Linked DNA regions of Mus musculus: region 2 is linked to region 1. Evidence: chromatin contacts called from public capture Hi-C data. All regions are on one chromosome and are shown on one strand. Each heading gives the region's core, a stretch centred on a gene start, on an enhancer-like site or on the middle of the called end of the contact. The rest is flanking DNA. Distances are from core to core; before and after follow the strand shown.

Evidence for each region. Capture Hi-C pulls out chosen DNA fragments and counts their contacts.
Region 2: a capture Hi-C map of macrophages shows a contact between it and region 1, with 5 times the contacts expected there. The contact joins the promoter of Tspan18 here to the promoter of Chst1 in region 1. A contact is called at or near these places in 3 of 39 promoter capture datasets (the SN4741 cell line, embryonic stem cells and hematopoietic stem and progenitor cells) and 2 of 9 other capture datasets (embryonic stem cells and macrophages).

Annotation. Positions count from the first base shown.
Region 1 is chr2:92,597,617-92,603,020 of GRCm38.p6, forward strand. It overlaps Chst1 (carbohydrate sulfotransferase 1), which reads left to right and starts at 2,091. Exons shown (of 3, transcript NM_023850.2): 1 at 2,091-2,532.
Region 2 is chr2:93,332,423-93,337,826 of GRCm38.p6, forward strand. It overlaps Tspan18 (tetraspanin 18), which reads right to left and starts at 2,065. Exons shown (of 10, transcript NM_183180.2): 1 at 1,850-2,065.

The sequences.
Region 1 (5,404 bases), core at 841-3,340:
GGGCAACCCCAGGTAACTGGGAACAGACTCATAGTACTTCTGAGGACCCAGGTCTGTGTCTACTTTCAGAGTTTAAATATATTTCTCCCCAGTTCTTTACATTTTAACCTCACTGTCCTCTCCATCCAAAATATAGCAAAGTTTGAAAAATGACTTGCTGGGATCAGAGAGTGGGAGATAGAGGAGTTTCTAAGCCTGGACTATTCTGGGGTAGCTGAGATTCAGGCAGGGATTAACCTAGGTGAAAGAGATGGTTCTGGTTCATCCAGGGTGACGGGGGGGGGGGGTTGGTGGGGGGGGGGTGCAGGCTGTCCATGGACAAGTGGGAGGGGCCTGAAACCTGGAGTGTTCTTGCAAGGCCAGCTTTCTCTTCTTGGTCATGTCAAAACACAGCCACTTACCATGGAGGTGGGCAAGTGACTAAAGCCCTGTGATGCTGGGGCTGAGGTCTGGTGCCCTATAGCCCTGGCTGCAGAGGGTGGAGGTGGGGGTGGGGGATGCCGGGTACAGCTGCAGCTGGAGCTGCTGCATCAGGGATGTCAGGAAAGGCGATGTTAGTTGTCTTCTCTGAGGAGGTGGTGGGGGACAGGAGTTTATAGTTAGGGGTTGGCAACTGTAACCAAGACAAATGACCATGTGGCCTACTGGGACCCTTGGAGCAGAGGTCTTCACGTCATCTGGTTCCATGTGAAGCCTTTTCTGAAGATATGCCCCTTGGGGTCTCCGGGAGACTCCTAGACATTATGTTATTCCCTTCTTAGCGAACAAGTAAGCATCCACCCAAGCTAACATGGGAGCTGTTGCCCTAGGAGATAAGAAAAAGCACCTCCATTTTTCCTCGTGAGGAAACTGAGGCACGGGTGGGGGAGGACTGCATCACATGGTCACACAGCAGACTCACAAAGGCTCCTCTGCACTGAGAACTTCCAGGTGAATATAACCTCATTAAAAAACAAAACAAAACAAAAAAAAAACCCGTTGTTCTCTGCACCGTATCAGGAGTGACAGACGGATGGACAGATCGTGTTCTAGGAGACGTAAGAGACGGTGGAGATGGAAGCCCACTCCTTTGGACGATCGCTACCACTCTGGACAAAGTCTACTACTGCCTTTGGTCCAGAGCCCTGCAAAGTACCTACACATCTTCAGATGGGAAACAGGTCAGGATGGGGTCTGGGTTTGTGCGCATGGACACCTTGGTGGCCAATGGTAGAAGTGGGTTTTCCCTCCTCTTCAGTTCAGGGCCACAGGCATTCCTCTGCTGGCTTCATTTTTCCTCCAGGCCACACTGAGGGCTCAGGGGTATGTTTCTCTTGTCACTAGCTATAGTGTTCGGTGCTTCTGACATGCAGGAGATGCTCAGTCGATATTTATGCAGAGAACGAAGGACCACTGTAGTGCCAGGGCTTTGCCGCTGTCCTGGTCCCACAAGTGCAGCTTGTGGACTGGTAACTACCTGGGAAGACAGATGCAGCCTAGGAGGAAGGGGCTGGGCAGGATGGAAAGCTTCCTCTAGCAAAGGAACTCTAGTGTCCGACTAACTGGCCAGCTCCACCCAGCCCCTGCTGAAAGGGGATGACAGGATCTGGGGCAAATGAAACATTTCTTTAGTTGTGGGTGATGGAAGAGAAGCAGGGGCATGTAGTGGAATATCGACTTCAGTTCTGGGTTTGGGAGTCTCTGATTGCCCTGGCTGGGGAAAGGAGCCAGGGTCAGGTTGGGGCTGTAGCCAGACTTGGGTATCCAGAGGCTTTGGCTGCATAGATAGAGCCATGCCTTCGCTAGGGCGGGTGTAGGGGGAGAGGGCAGGCCAAGAGGTACCCGTGCTGCTGCCGCTTGGCCTCCTCAACTCGGGGGTGGGGGGTGGGGGGTGCGGGGTGGAGGGTGGGGGGTGTGGCTGCCTCGGCCCGCCGGTGGGTTGGCTCCGGAGCCCTGCTAGTGGGGGTGTCCCGGCGCTCCCGGCCTGGGCTGCGCGGGGGGGGGGGGGGCGGGAGGGCGCGCGCTGACGGGGTCGGGCGGAGAGGGGGCGGGCGGCGCTGGGGGTGGAGCCGGGACCGCAGCGCCTGCCACCCGCTAGCTCGGCGCTGAAGCAACCACCGCTGCTTTTGACTCCGAGACGCAAGGAGGGTACTCCGTGAGGCTCTGGCCTCCGAGGCTGCTGCTGTCCTCCGGAGACTGGGGCTGCAGTGCTCGGTGTCCCGGTGCCTGGCCCTGATCTCTCTCTCTCTCTCTCTCTCTCTCTCTCTCTCTCTCTCTCTCTCTCTCTCTCTCTCATCAGGAAAAGGCACTGTGCAGAGCGAGCCACCCGGAGCTAGCGCCCCCGAGCCATGGAGAGGGGCCCGTGAGGGACGCGCGGAGGCGGAGGAAGAGGCTTGGGAGGAGGGAGGCCGAGGAGCAGGGCGCGGGAGGAGGAGGATGCCGCCGCCACCTCCACCGCCACCACCACCCGCGGGCCCCCGGAGAGCCTGACTCTAGACTAAGGATGGAGCCAGCGCTGGGCGCTGCAGCGGCTCCCGGCGCGCCCGCCACCAGGTATCGGCCGGGTCTCCCGGGCCCCGGGGCAGGCGGGAACGGACTGCACCGCAACAGCCGGGAGGGGCGGGGGCGCGGGCGCGGCGGGAGACGCCCCTAGCTCAGGGCCGGTGTCTCTGGGCGGTGCGCGGAGGCGGTGGCTAGGGACCGCAGAGTGCTGGGCGCTGGGAGAGGTTGGCTGGGGCTAGTAGCCCTCCGGAGAGCTCCGCGATCGCTCCTGACCTCCTCCTCTGGTGAGGGCAGCAAACTTGGGATAAACGTCTGCCCGGGGCTCCTGTTCTGCTGCTGCGGTACCCGCTCGGGTGTCTGCTCCGGGTTGATCATGCAACAGCCTGCTAGACCCGAGCGGCCGAGGTTGCCAGAGACCCTGAGGTTCCCGTGCCTCCTCTAACTTTACAAACCAGGCTTACACCCTGAGGCAAAGCACTGTCCCGGCCTCTTGCTTATAGCCTCGGTCTTGTATCGGCTTCTACTATGCTGGTGATAGGCTGGGCCCTTAGGAGACTAGGGCTGCCTGACGGTGCAGAGCTTCCCCCCACGCGAGGCCAAAACAATCCTAGCACCTCTCTGAGTAGGATATGGGGTGGTCAGCTTCTTTCGGGGTCCAGGGAGGGACACGGTGCTTGACTTTACAGTAACAGTAGACAGTGGCCCTAGCTGGAATCTATGGGTTAAAAGGCCACGCTATCTGAGGAAGGAAGGTCCTGCTAGGATGGCACCTTGGCTTGATTTCAGGTACCTCACCATGTCACCTCTCCCTACTCCAGGTCTGCCTCTTTTTAAGATTACATTCCTAGTACCCACTTCCTGATGGGCTTAACCGTTTAAGCAAGAGGCTTCTGGACACCAAGGCTTTTGGGGTCCAGGACCAGGGATGTTATAGCTGACTGCTGAGAGGTTGAGGCTGGGACAGGGGAGGTGCATGTCCAAACAGTGACAGGAATTCAGCCCACTGTCTTCTGGAGCCTAGGGACATAGGAAGACACCTATGGTGGAGGCAGGAGGCAAGCATCCTGGCTGAGCAGAGAACTGGGAGCCACTTGGGAAACCCAAGGATACCAGTGGATGTAAGAGGCAAGTTGAGATGGGCTCATAGGCTAGGGAGATACTTTCCGGGGTTTCTTAGCCCTTTAGATGGGACCAGGCTGTCTCACAAAGAGATCTTACCTGGCAGGCAGTTCCCAGGCCCCAGTCCCCAGTAGCTGCCACACTTGTAGGCATCCTGATGACCCTGTTTCTTTTTCAAAGTGCTTCTATCGTCATGACTCACACTCTGGAGTCACCAGGGAGGTATCAAGCTTCCACCCTAGTCTATTCCCCGCCCTCTTGGGTCTTTAGGGAGCTGCCAGGAAAGGAGGGGGTGGATATGCCCTTGGTCTTGGACCCCTGCAGGAGCCTAGTGTGACAAACTTTCATTGCTTGCTGGTGGGTGAGTTGGCTCGAGACCAGCAGTCCAGGTCATGGTATCTGTGGGGAGAGGAGGGGTGTGCAAGTGAGAGAAAGCCATTGATGATTATGCCCCAATATTGCTGGAGCTTTGAGATCAGGACCCCCCCCCCTTCTCTGTCCCCTAACTCCTTGGTTTCTTCATCTCAGAGCAAAAACCCCCTCCCCGACTCCAAATCCAAATTTCCCTTTTTGCCGAGTGGTTGTGAAGCTTTGGGTTAATGGCTCCCTTCTGAGCATCCTAAGTTAGCCCACTTCCTCCTACCCTCGCCCCCATGTCCTGTCGGCTCAGTGCAGGCTCTGATTCAAGGTGTGGGTTTAGATTCTCAGTGCCCTCTCCCAAGGGCCCTGGCTCCAAAGGGAGGGTGGCACTGGGGAATGCTAGTGCAGGGAGTAAGTCAGGCTGCACTGGAGGAGGGACCTAGCTTTGTTCGACTGAGTCTGAAAGAGCCCTGGGTGTCAGGTTCTCAGTGAGACCTGGTTTGTGCGGCCCCCCACTCCCCCCCCCGTCCCGTCCCCAGCCCCCTCTTGCCCATCGGCTATGCCCCATCCTTTTACATAGGGAGTCTGAATTGGTGTGAGGAGGGAGCATTTGATAGTCATAATCTGGTTCAGAGAAGGTCCCGAAGCCCTGAGTCACTGTATGGTTTCCATGGAAACAGACTTGTTCAGAGGACTCGATGTAGCAAGGCATTGGGAGGGGGGAGGGAAACATATAGTAAAATCAGGCTCCACAAGTGTGATGGAGCTGGACCAACTCCCTTTGGTGGGAAAGACAGAGGAACAAGGAAGGTTCTGGCCTCCGAGGGGAGGCTGCTTCTCTCCACCCGCACACAAGGGATTCTCCGTCGGGGCGGCTGACAGGCAGGCAACCGACACTTCCGTGGATCTTCTGGGCAGGTTCCCAAGCTTCTGGTGATCTCTCAATGCCTCGGTTTCTTTCTTTGTAAACTGAGGGTTGCAAGAATCCTCACCTAAAAGATCCCCGAAGGTCAAGTTCATTAACGTGGAGCACATAACAAAACCACAGAGTGTGTTGGGAGAGTGTCATGGTTACTTATTTAACGGGGAAAGGGTTCACCTGGCTCCCTCGCCTGTATCCCAGCTGGCGGTCTGACATCTGTGCCTGGACTGGCCTGCTTGGGAAAGGTGGTCTTCTGTAGCCCTGGCACCCCTGCTGGGAGTCAGCCACTTGGTTCATCACATAGAGATTTATTTAGGATTGTTCAGCCTGGTACTTTGCAGCCCTGGCTCTTATTTGAGACTCTATCCACCCAGGAATCTTGTATGAAGAAGAGGCCACATGGCTTTGCCTTAGCATCCTGAGAGAGGGTTGGTTGCTGAGTTCTTTGGGGCTAGGATGGAAGAGATATAGACAGAAGGGGGCCCTATGGCAGAGAGACGGGTTCAGCCCCAGTCCCCCAAT
Region 2 (5,404 bases), core at 815-3,314, 730 kb after region 1:
GGGGCTCTCCAACTAGGCTACACACACACACACACACACACACACACACACACACACACTGAGAGCCATTAAAACTAAAACAAACAACACTCTTCTTTTGTTTTCTGGCATGTCTTAAAGACAAACCCAGTGACAAGGGTCCCCACCCTTTCCTTTGCCTCTCTGCGTTGGCTCTGCCATTCCAAACAGAAGCCAGGCAGATAGGATGATCTGTCTGATGGAAACTTTGTCCTGGATGGGGGTACTAGCTGTATCCAATAAACACATGTGGTTTCTACCCAGGCTGAAGGCAGGACCCCATCTGTATCTTGGGGACCCATTCCCAACACCTGTGTGTGTGTGTGTGTGTGTGTGTGTGTGTGTGTGTGGTGGGGTATATGGAATAGCTTGGATGGTGAGCACGAATTCCTAGCAAGGGCACATGAAAACTTCAGTCGGTGTGAAGCTACGGTCTCTGTGAGCTTATCTGTACTCTCTTGGGGGAACAGAGAGAAGTTTAGTGAGAAGAGAAGGCACCAATTCCCTCCAAAGTCCCCTCCATAAGAACAGCCTTTCACACAACAAAGATGACCCTTTCCACCCACACAATACAGGAGTCTAAGAGTACAGGAAGGAAGAAAGTGCGTTTTCACCAGCATGTGGGACGTGATCATAGAGATGCATGTGGGACCTCAGGCCCAGGACATGGAGTGCTCTCGGTAATGGGTGAGGAGTGTATCCCTTTTGATGAAACTATAGAAATTCCTATGCCCCCAATCTACCTATGCCCAGAGAGAGGACAAATCCTGCCCACCACGCCCAGAGATCTGACCAGGACCAGGACAAAAGATGCCACTTTTACAAAAATGGCTGGGTTTCAGTAACTTCAAGTAAATCCAACTAATGTTCTATCCTATTGTCTCCATGCAGGCTTGCTGTTCATGTAAACTTTCTTTTGTTTTTCTGGGTGTAAATTGTTCACTCATCCTTGCCAGCAGCCCACCTCATGACACTGATCCGTCTGATCGTTGCACATCAGTCTCACAGTGGGTGCACCTCCGTCCGATTCTCTGGGACAAGGTGGGGAGCTCCTCCAAACAGACCCCACGCGCATTGCCTTGGTCCATCTGCGGTTCCATGAGCTCAGAAACTCAGAGAAGCTCCTAGGCTGGTCTGGGAAGCCGATCTGGCCAGGGAAGGGCGCCCCCTGGCGAGACAACTCTCCCAGCGCAAGCAGGACCCGGAGCCCGCGCGCGCCCACCTCGGCCAGCCACGCTAAGGAACCCACGGCCACCACACCCCACATCCGGCCGCAAGGAGCTCCGGACCCGCCCGGGAACCTCCTAGGTCTCCACATCCACGGAGCTGGACATCTTCCCGCGCAAGGAATGATAACTCGGGTGCGAGAGCAAAATCTAGGAGCGTTCTCCAGGCCCTGCTACCAGGGTCCCACGAAGGCGAAGAGCGCTCGGTGCCCCAGCCCGATCGGCTGTCCGCCGCGCCCAAGCCCGGCTCCGTGTCCCCCGTTGTGACCTGCTTGTGTGCAGGGTCACTTGGGCTCACCCCTTCACTCTCGGTACAGCCCCGGCCAACACACCGGCTCTGGGAGTCCCACCTGCCGCCTTACTGTCGCCTGAGCCCCCGAGATCGCTGGGCGCAGAATGGCTGCACCTGACCTGGGCGAAGTCGCGACCCGAGCATGCTCCGGGTCACTCAGTGCGGCGCTGTCCCCGCCCCCAGGGGAGTCGCTTCAGAACTTGGTGGCCGCTTACCCGAGCGTCCTGGGACCCGCACTGATCTGGGATCTCCCCCGAAGCGCGCGGTATCCCGGGGCCAGTACGCACAGAGGGGCTCAGTGATTGAATCCTACCTGGCAGAGGCTCGGCCGCGGGGTAAAGTTTCCCCAGGCGCAGAGTGCGCTCGCAACTTGCGGGGCACCGGTAGTCCTGCGCCGCGGCGCTGGGCTAGGCGTCAAAGCGACAAGGAGCGGCGACGCCCGCTGGGGGCCAGGGCCGGGCGGCCTGGCGTGGCTGGGCTTCGGAATCGCACAGCGTTGCGTCCGCCTGCAGCTTGCAGCCCCTGAGACGCCGGCGGCAGCTGCAGCGGCTCACCCGCCACCGCCGCCGGCCACACCTCCCGCCACCCTCCGGCCCGCCCTCCCGCTCCCTCCGCCCCAGCCTCCGCCCCTCCGTCTCCTGTCGCCACTACTGCCGCCGCGGTGCTGGCGCGTCTCCGGGGCGGACACGGCTCTCATGGTCCACGGCCGCTCTCTCACCGGGTCCTAGAGCGTGGTTTCTGGAACTGTGCTCTCCCGATGTCCTCTGCACTCCTAGCCTCAATGTCTGAATTTAGGAGATTGCTGGAGAAGGGTGAAGGTAGCACGCTAGACTGGGACATTTATTCCCTGGAAGCTTTCTCGCTGTTATCACACCGTGTGTGGGACTGCAGGGCTGGGGTGTGGGATTCTCCATTGCGATGTCGCGTCTTGGTTTCCCACTTACTGCCAGGGAAGTACCAGATAGAAACCTGTGCAGCAAGCTCTATTAGGGTTCATTGTTGGTGCCTCCCAACCCCATCCGCTGTAAACTATAGCACTGCTAAGGACCAGACCAGTGAGAGGCTCTCACTTCATCCTCTCCTCCACTGGGGTTCACTAAGACAGCTAACCTATGCTATACAGAACCCATATAAAATTCACAAGCAGGCACTCAAGAGCCACAACCTAAGAAAGACTGTCATGAGAAGGCTCAAATCGTTGGCAGCAATTATCAGTGTCTCAGCTTTGAAAAGTCCTGTGAGGCCACACACACACAAATCAAACTACACTCTACAGGAGACCACTTGGCCCACTGATCTCACCCAGGACAGACACTCTTTGACTTCAGTGTGGAACTTGGTGAAGTCAGGATGCTAGACAGAGCTTTGAAGGGTAAACAGAAAACCAGACTTGGTATTTTCAAGCCCACAGTCCAAGAAGTAAAATGTCTAAGGTCTCAGGGCTGTTCCTTTGAACCACTTCACAGAGAGAGGCCAAGAAGGGGATTTGACAGAGGGGCATGCAGTTTCGAGAACAGTGGACCAATGGCGTAGGTGTGGAAGTCTGTCAATATATAGATACCTCTTCAGCTTCCCAAACAGAGTGTGTGTGTGTGGGGGGGGGGGGTGGGGCACGGAACCCTCTGGCTGAGAACCCTCACAGGCCCTTAACTCAAGGCTGCTGCTGTAAAAGACTGCTGCATGGGCCTCCTGGGAACCAAGAGGGGCATCCCAGAAACTTAAGCAGAATCAAGCTGTGAGGGAAAAGGCCCAGGCTTGGCAGACAGGAGGGGCCTTTAAAGATTAAGTTTTGACAAAAGCAGGCACAGTGTAGTTTAGGGGAGACAGCACAAGCTGGGGGCCAGCAAGATGGCTCCCTGCTAACAGGTACTTGCCACCAGCCCTGACTCCTGAATTCCACCCCAGAACCAACTAAGTAGATGGAAAGAAGATTGGGCCGGCTGTACATCTCACGTCCAGTTAGGACAGTGGATCTAACTCCAGGCCTCCGTTTCCTTCTGCCTCCTTGAGAACGTTAGTCTGACTGGGCCCAAGGATGACGGCTGCCTGCTTAAGTGCTTTCTTTAAATCAGCACTTATTTTATATTTTGTTTTACTTAAACGAGTTTGTTTTTAAACAGTGATATGTTCTACCACGGCCATAAATGGAAGAGCAGTGTCGGATTGCTATAAATAGAAGGATATCATAAAACAAATACAGTGCGAATAAAATGGTGTCATTAAACTCCAACAACGGATCTTCAGTCATAATAAAAGAAAGTGTAACAAGATGCCGCTGGCTGCTTTGGCTAAGAAGGGCTGAGCATCGCAGGGCTCACTCCCACTTGGAGTCCAGTGAGCGCCAAAAAGGTCACTAAAGACACATTAGCAACCAGCGTGGGACACCGCACACCAGGAAACATGATACCTGTATAGCAGAGACAGAAAAGTGCCTTTTTTCTCCCCCAAAATGGGGACCCTGGAAGTTTAGTCCCATGAGACATAAGACCACATTTTGATGCTGGGAGAGCTAGTCTCCTATTCATAGAACAATCTTAGTCTTAGTGTTTCCACATGCAAAGTTGAGCAAACAACCTGTAGGGTCCCTTCAACTGTTCTGTCGGGAAACCAAGAAAGTTCCCCAAATGGTGGCTTATCATGAGGTTTCAGGCAGGCAATGAAGTATTCCAAGGGGATGGAGTGGGGAGGGGAGAAAGACAGCCCAGGGGTGAAATGGAAGGGCCAGCTAGCTCTGACCAAGGAGATGCCAGGTTAGCACAGACCCAGAAGCCGCCAGGTTCAGAAGGCCCAGGATTCCTCATTTGCCCACTCCAAAGAAACCCCATGGGGATTCATCGTAGTCCAGCTACTTCATTGTCTTCATGGGGATGCTGAGAAAGATTGGTGGGGTTGACAGATGAGCATGGCAATAACATGGGGCCTCCTGACTCCTGGGTCAAGACCTCCCAACTCCCTGCATAGGGAGGGGTTTGATAGTTAATACCGTCAATTTGACAGAATCTAGACTCATCTAGAAGCTGGATCTCTATTATGTCTTTGAGGGAGTTTCTGAATTGGGTTAATGAAAGTGGGAGATCCTGGGCAGCACCATTGCATTGGCGGGGGTCCCCGACTGAGTAAGAAGAAAGCACCCACATCTCATCTCTCAGAGCCTCGATGGCGTGTGAATGTGGCCAGCTGTCCTGCCTTCCCCACTGTGTCTTCCTGGTGATGGACTAGTGTCCCTTCAAACTGTAAGCCAAAATAAACCCTTGCTTCCATAAGCTGATGCTCGCAGGCATGTTGCCACGGCAACAGGACAGTAATACTGGAAATATGGAAGAAATGGAGCTTGAAAATGCTCATCTCTCCCCTCAAGGAGGTTTTATTTTATTTTATTTTATTTTATTTTATTTTTGGGTTTTTTTCTCTAACACCTACAAGAAAAATCCCAAAATGTCCCATTGGCCTAAAAGTCTCAAGTCTGTCACAATCAGCTTGGACTGCACAAGTCAGGTGCTGGGACTCAGCCCCTAGACAAGGAACACATGGGCCAATGACATCCTGCACAAAGAGCCCTGAGCCAGTAGCTAGGAGCCTGCAGCCTGGAGCTCTGCCCTCACCAGGCCTCAGTGCTCCCAACTGGAACATGAGACCCCAGATATGAACATGGGTTCTGGCTGGGCCATCAGACCCTGCTCCAATACCCTGAGAATTATGAAAAAGGGCAGAAACACCATCTCCTCTCTCCAGCTCCACTGAGGTCTTTGTCGTGAGCTCTGTGCCATGGCAAACTACTTAAGATTTAAAAGAGCATGTGTCTTTACAAAGAAAGGGTTTGAGAGCATAGGAAAGAGTGGCAAGAGACTCCAGCTTTGTAATATTAAGG